2 separate regions of the Pan troglodytes genome follow, and region 2 is linked to region 1. Evidence: chromatin contacts called from public capture Hi-C data. All regions are on one chromosome and are shown on one strand. The core of a region is the stretch at or near the end of the contact, and the rest is flanking DNA. Distances in the headings are between cores, read along the strand shown.

Region 1 (2,700 bases), core at 49-2,548:
TCTCTTCAGACAGGGCAGCAGGTACGGGGTGAGCCTCACTCTCCCATTCAGTGATGGGTCTGGAGGCTCTCCTGGGTGGCGTTGGCTGCAACAGGACCAAAGTGTTCTGAGGACCTACACCTGGCCTCATGTAACCCCTGGCAACCTGGAATCAAAGTGCTATCATCCCCATTTCACAGATGGGGAAACTGAGGGTTGGAGAGAAGTGACACCACTAGCTCCAGACCTTTGAGCCCAGCTTCCTCATCTGTAAGATGGAGATAACAGCACGTGCCTCCTTGTCTTGTTAGAGGAATACCAGATAAGCCACCCAGGGCTGGGTCTGCGCACAGTAGTAGGCGCCCCCAGTCTGCTCAGGTGCCTGTTGCTATTTCTGGGCAGCTGCCTGGATGAGGATGGCCACCCAGACTGAGGCAGGAATCCAAAGAGCAGAGCCCCGTTTGGGTGGTTTGGGATGTCCCATGTCAGATGGAGGAGGCAGCACAGCATTGGGGCTGAGCACAAGGGCGTTCCCCTGCTTCTTCCAGACCAAGGAAGGCTGGGCTGTGGGAGCTTGGTGTTCCTGTCCAGTGTCCTCGTTTGTAAAATGAGAGGTGGGCTGGCTGTGTACTGGGGACCCTGCTTCTCCAAGGCCCTGTGGTCAGTGACCCCTTCCCCACAGGCTTGCGGTGTGGACTATGAAGTCAAAGCCTTCTGCGCGGAGAATTTGGAGGAGAAGATCCACAAGCGGTGAGTAGGATGCCAGGGTGTGGGCCGCCTGCTGGGTGAGGGAGGGAGACAGGATGGGCAAAGTCCAAGAGGAGATAAGTAACAATACCTGGAAGTGTGTGAGGAGGGACGCACATTCCAGCCTTGGAAGGGCACTCTGGAAGCTGGGAGGTCACGGAGGGCTTCCTTGGGTAGGTGGCTTCGACTGCCCGGGTTCAGGCTGCAGCATCTTCTCCTTTGCACCATTGTGGCAGCTTCCTCCCTCATCTGCCTGCCTCTCATTTCATCCCCTCCAGACTGCATGTCTTTTTAATTTGTTTTGGAAAAACCCTAAATTCAGATTGTGTTAAACAGTGAGCAGGCTGTTTCCTGACCATCCCCATTTTCCAGTTTTCCTCCTGGGAGGCGTTCAGCAGGAGTGGAGTGTGTGTCAATGGCAGCTTCTAAGTGAGGAGGAAGTGGAGAGAGTGAACCCATCCAGGGGAGAGTGACAGGGAGGTCAGCCCACATCTAAGAGATGGGAAGCGTTCTCTGGAGAAGCACAGCCCGGGCTGACAGAGAGCCCAGGCTGGCAGCCAGAAACAGCTGGCCCGGATGTCTCATGCCTGCCCCTCCTGGGTCGGGCTGTGCTCTGTCTGCCTCCTGGAATAGCTGGTGGGCCCTCGACGCTGATGTGCCTGCATCCAGAGGCACTGTTCCCAGAGGAGGTTGGCTGAGGGCACAGCAGCCTTTTTAGGGCGTGGGCTGAGTTTGCCACCTGGTGGCTATCGGGTGTATTGCATGCATTTGCATCTGCAGCCCTGGCAGCTGTGTGTGAGGAGATGGGACTTTTCTCCCTTGCTTCTCTGTCTCCCTTTTCCTCTTAAGACCTGAGACCAGGGAAGAGGAAGGGTGCTGTGGGATGTGGGAGGAGGCTTGGTAAGCACAAGAAAGAGGAGGTGACATCGAGAGCCACCCCTCTCACCCTACCACCAATGGGACATTTAAAATCCACACCAAGGAGTTACTAATAATAATGATATAGAAGCTATCATTTATCAAGGGCTGATTAGGTGCCAGACACCATTTACAGTGCTGGGCTGTATGAACTAATTTAATCCTCACAGCAGCTCTAAGAAGTACGTCCTGGCTGGGCGTGGTGGCTCACACCTGTAATCCCAGAGCTCTGGAAGGCCGAAGGCAGGCGTATTACTTGAGGCCAGGAGTTCCAGACCAGCCTGGCCAACATGGTGAAACCCCATCTCTATTGAAAATACAAAAATTAGGCAGGTGTGGTGGCATATGCCTGTAATCCCAGCTACTCAGAAGGCCGAGGCAGGAGAATTGCTTGAACCTGGGAGGCAGAGGTTGTAGTGAGCTGAGATTGCGCCACTGCACTCCAGCCTGGGCAACAGAGTGAGACTCCATCTCAAAATAAATAAATTAATAAAAATTTAAAAAGGAAAAAAAGAGGTAGGTCCTTCTGTCATCACCCTTTACAGATTAGGGAACAGAGGCAGAGAGAGGTTAATGTACCCAGGGCCACATAGTTAGTAAGAGGGGAGCTGGGAGTTTGACCCTGGCTCCCTGGTTACAGGCAATGGAGGCAGCTTATCTGAGCAACGGAGATGCCGGCATTCCCAGCATGCCACAGAGACGGCCTCACCAAGTCCCCCTCCCTCACCAGATCCTCATTTGCTCCCTGATCCCCTGTAACCTTCATGGAGCCAGTCTCATCCATGGGCCTTCTCCCCTCCCTGGGCTTGTCCCCTTCACTGGCTTGCATCCCCCTGACTGAATCCACGCCTCCTCCCTGAACCCCAACGCCTCCCCAAGCCCCATTTCTTCTTGAGACCGCTGTCCCCTCTGCATAGTTTTACATAATAGATATCTGGCAGTTGTTTATTATATGGCAGGCACAGTCATAGGTGCTGAGAGTACAGCTGTGAACACCTTAGACACAAATTTCTGTCCTTAAAGAACTTACACAAATAGTGTCCTATGTCACCAAAA
Region 2 (2,700 bases), core at 171-2,670, 100 kb before region 1:
TCCAAAAAGAGGTGAGAGCACTGGGCATGGGTGCTCACGCCTGTAATCCCAGCACTCTGGGAGGCCGAGGTGGGAGGGTCACTTGAGGTCAGGGGTTCAAGACCAGCTTGGCCATCATGGTGAAACCCCATCTTTACTAAAAATACAAAAATTAGCCAGGCATGGTGGTGCACGCCTGTAATCCCAGCTGCTTGGGAGGCTGAGGCAGGAGAATCACTTGAACCCAGGAGGCAGAGGTTGCAGTGAGCCAAGATCGTGCCACTGCACTCCAGCCTGGGAAACAGGGTGAGACTTTGTCTCTAATAAAAACCAAAAACCAAAAAACAAAAAAAGAGATGAGAACCATCTCTGGACTCACAAAGCCTGGTGTGGACCCTAGTTGTGTGGCCTTGGGAAAATGGCCTAAAGCTCTCTTTGGATCTCAGTTTTGTCATCTGTAAAATGGGGATAATAAGAGTACTTCTCCAATAAGGTTGGTGAGAGGATTAGATACTTTAATTATAATAGTAAGAGCTAAATAAATGCTAACTTTCTAAAATCTGCATTTGCGTAACAGCATTTCAACACTTTAGGACAATTATTGTTTGGCAACACATATAAACTACTGAGAGCTGTCTCGGCAGCTGTGCTGCCCAGAGATGGACCTGACATCGCTCTGATCAAAACCCTTGTCAGTGGTGCCTGGACTAGGCCGTTATGATATCACCTCCTGTCATCTCCTGCCAAATGGAACCAATGCTCTGCCAACTAAGATTTTTTTTAACAACCTAAAAAAAAGAGGTTATCCATTTAAAAAAACAACTTTTTAAAACAATTCAATTGTTCACTAATAAATGGCTACCACTTCTTGAGTGCTTGTGAAGTGTCAGGTGTTATTTATTTATTTACTTATTTTGAGATGAAATCTCGCTCTGTTGCCCAGGCTGGAGTGCAGTGGCGCAATCTCGGCTCACTGCAAGCTCTGCCTCCCGGGTTCACGCCATTCTCCTGCCTCAGCCTCCTGAGTAACTGGGACTACAGGTGCCTGCCACCACGCCTGGCTAATTTTTTGGGTATTTTTAGTAGAGACGGGGTTTCACCGTGTTAGCCAGAATGGTCTTCATCTCCTGACCTCGTGATGCACCCGTCCTGCCCATCTCGGCCTCCCAAAGTGCTGGGATTACAAGCGTGAGCCACCATGCCCAGCCAGTGTTTTTTATTTTTTAAACTTGTCTTAACACATTTAATTCCCACAATGTTATGAATTAGATTCTCTGTTTCACAGAGGAGGAGACAGCGCACAGAGCAAGGAAGGGGTGGAGGTAAGATTAGCTCCAGAGTCTGAGCTCCACCCCATGCCATGTGCCCTGTCCAGCCTCCCAGATGAGCAGCCTCCCGCTGGAAGGCCCAAGCTCCATAGAGCGGCCTGCAAGGGGTTCTTCACCCCCTGCCTGCACCCCACCTTTCCAGCCTCAGCCCCAGACCAACCTCTGCTCTGTGCACACTAGCTCTTCTTTCCCCAGTTGATTTTCAGGCCTCTATGTCTTTGTGGATCCCTTTCCCCTGAGCAGCCTTGTCTACTTTTCACCAGCAAAATCTGTTCCCTCCAACCCTTAGGCCTCACCTTCAAGGCTCTTGCCTCTATGAAGCCCCTTCAGCCACCCCACCGCCACCCGACCTTCCCTGTTCTCTGGGTCTGTGTTCCAGCTCTTGGTTCAGGCCTCCATGCAGACACCTGTCATGTGACATCACTGTGAGTTATGCTGGAATCCAGTTCCTCATACCAGGGTGTCAGCTTCTGCATGATGACAAGGAGCAAGCCCAGGCCCAAGCTGAGGATCCCGACAGACCGTGGCTTGGTTTCTGGTTCTGCCACCTCCTTTGTGGGTGCCTCGAACAAAATACTTAATTCATTGTGCCTCAGAGGGGTCCTGAGTGTTTTTGGCAATATGTGTAAAGTTCCTGATACACAGTAGATGCTTCATAAATGCTGGTTTCTTATTATCAAAAACAATGACTGTGTTATATTTTTCTCTGAATTTAAAAAAAGCTTCTGTATGATCATAAAATGACATAAACAGTGAATTGATGTGAAAGGCAACTTGGTAATAACCTTGAACATTTTAAATACACTTGCCCTTTGACCCAGCAGTTGCGCTTCTAGTGCTTCCAGGAAATTATCCTGCAAATACATTCCTATAGGTGAGATATTGTATATGCACAAAAATATTCACTACAGCAAAATATTGGAAGCCACCAAAATGTCCAACGCTAGGGAACTGTTCAAAATTGTACTGTGTCCATCAGATGGGATACTATGAATCATGTACAATAATGAGATACCTCTATGTGTATTGGGATAAGCCATTTTCCAGGATTTAAAAAAATTCCAGGTGCAGTGGCTCATGCCTGTAACCCTAGCACTTTCGGGAGGATCATATGAGCCCAGGAGTTCAAGACCAGCCTGGGCAATGTGGCAAAAACCCATCTCTACAGAAAATAGAAAAAAAAAAAATAATTAGCCAGGTGTGGTGGTGCATGCCTATAGTTCCAGCTACTTGGGGGGCTGAGGCAGGAGGATTGCTTGAACCCAGGAGGTTGTGGCTGCAGTGAGGCAAGATCACTGCATTCCAGTCTGGATGACAGGGTAAGACCCTGTCTCATAAAAAAAAGAAAGAAAGAAAGAAAAGTGCAGAACAGTGTGGAAAATGTTACAATTTG

Evidence for each region. Capture Hi-C pulls out chosen DNA fragments and counts their contacts.
Region 2: a capture Hi-C map of stem cell-derived neural stem cells shows a contact between it and region 1, with 5 times the contacts expected there. The contact joins two enhancer-like sites. A contact is called at or near these places in 5 of 7 Hi-C or Micro-C datasets (blood, induced pluripotent stem cells, a lymphoblastoid cell line and 1 more) and 1 of 1 other capture datasets (stem cell-derived neural stem cells).

Annotation. Positions count from the first base shown.
Region 1 is chr9:77,304,534-77,307,233 of NHGRI_mPanTro3-v2.0_pri, reverse strand. ARRB1 (arrestin beta 1) reads left to right here. Exons shown (of 15, transcript XM_016921618.4): 7 at 662-729. Among named protein-coding and RNA genes, the nearest start is that of TPBGL, 40 kb to the right of the region's middle. Within about 2 kb of position 1,298, at least 7 of the 24 cell types and tissues checked have an H3K27ac peak or open chromatin away from gene starts, as enhancers often do. A contact at or near this core is called in stem cell-derived neural stem cells, where this site is marked.
Region 2 is chr9:77,406,116-77,408,815 of NHGRI_mPanTro3-v2.0_pri, reverse strand. No RefSeq gene overlaps it. Among named protein-coding and RNA genes, the nearest start is that of RPS3, 18 kb to the left of the region's middle. Within about 2 kb of position 1,420, at least 1 of the 24 cell types and tissues checked has an H3K27ac peak or open chromatin away from gene starts, as enhancers often do. A contact at or near this core is called in stem cell-derived neural stem cells, where this site is marked.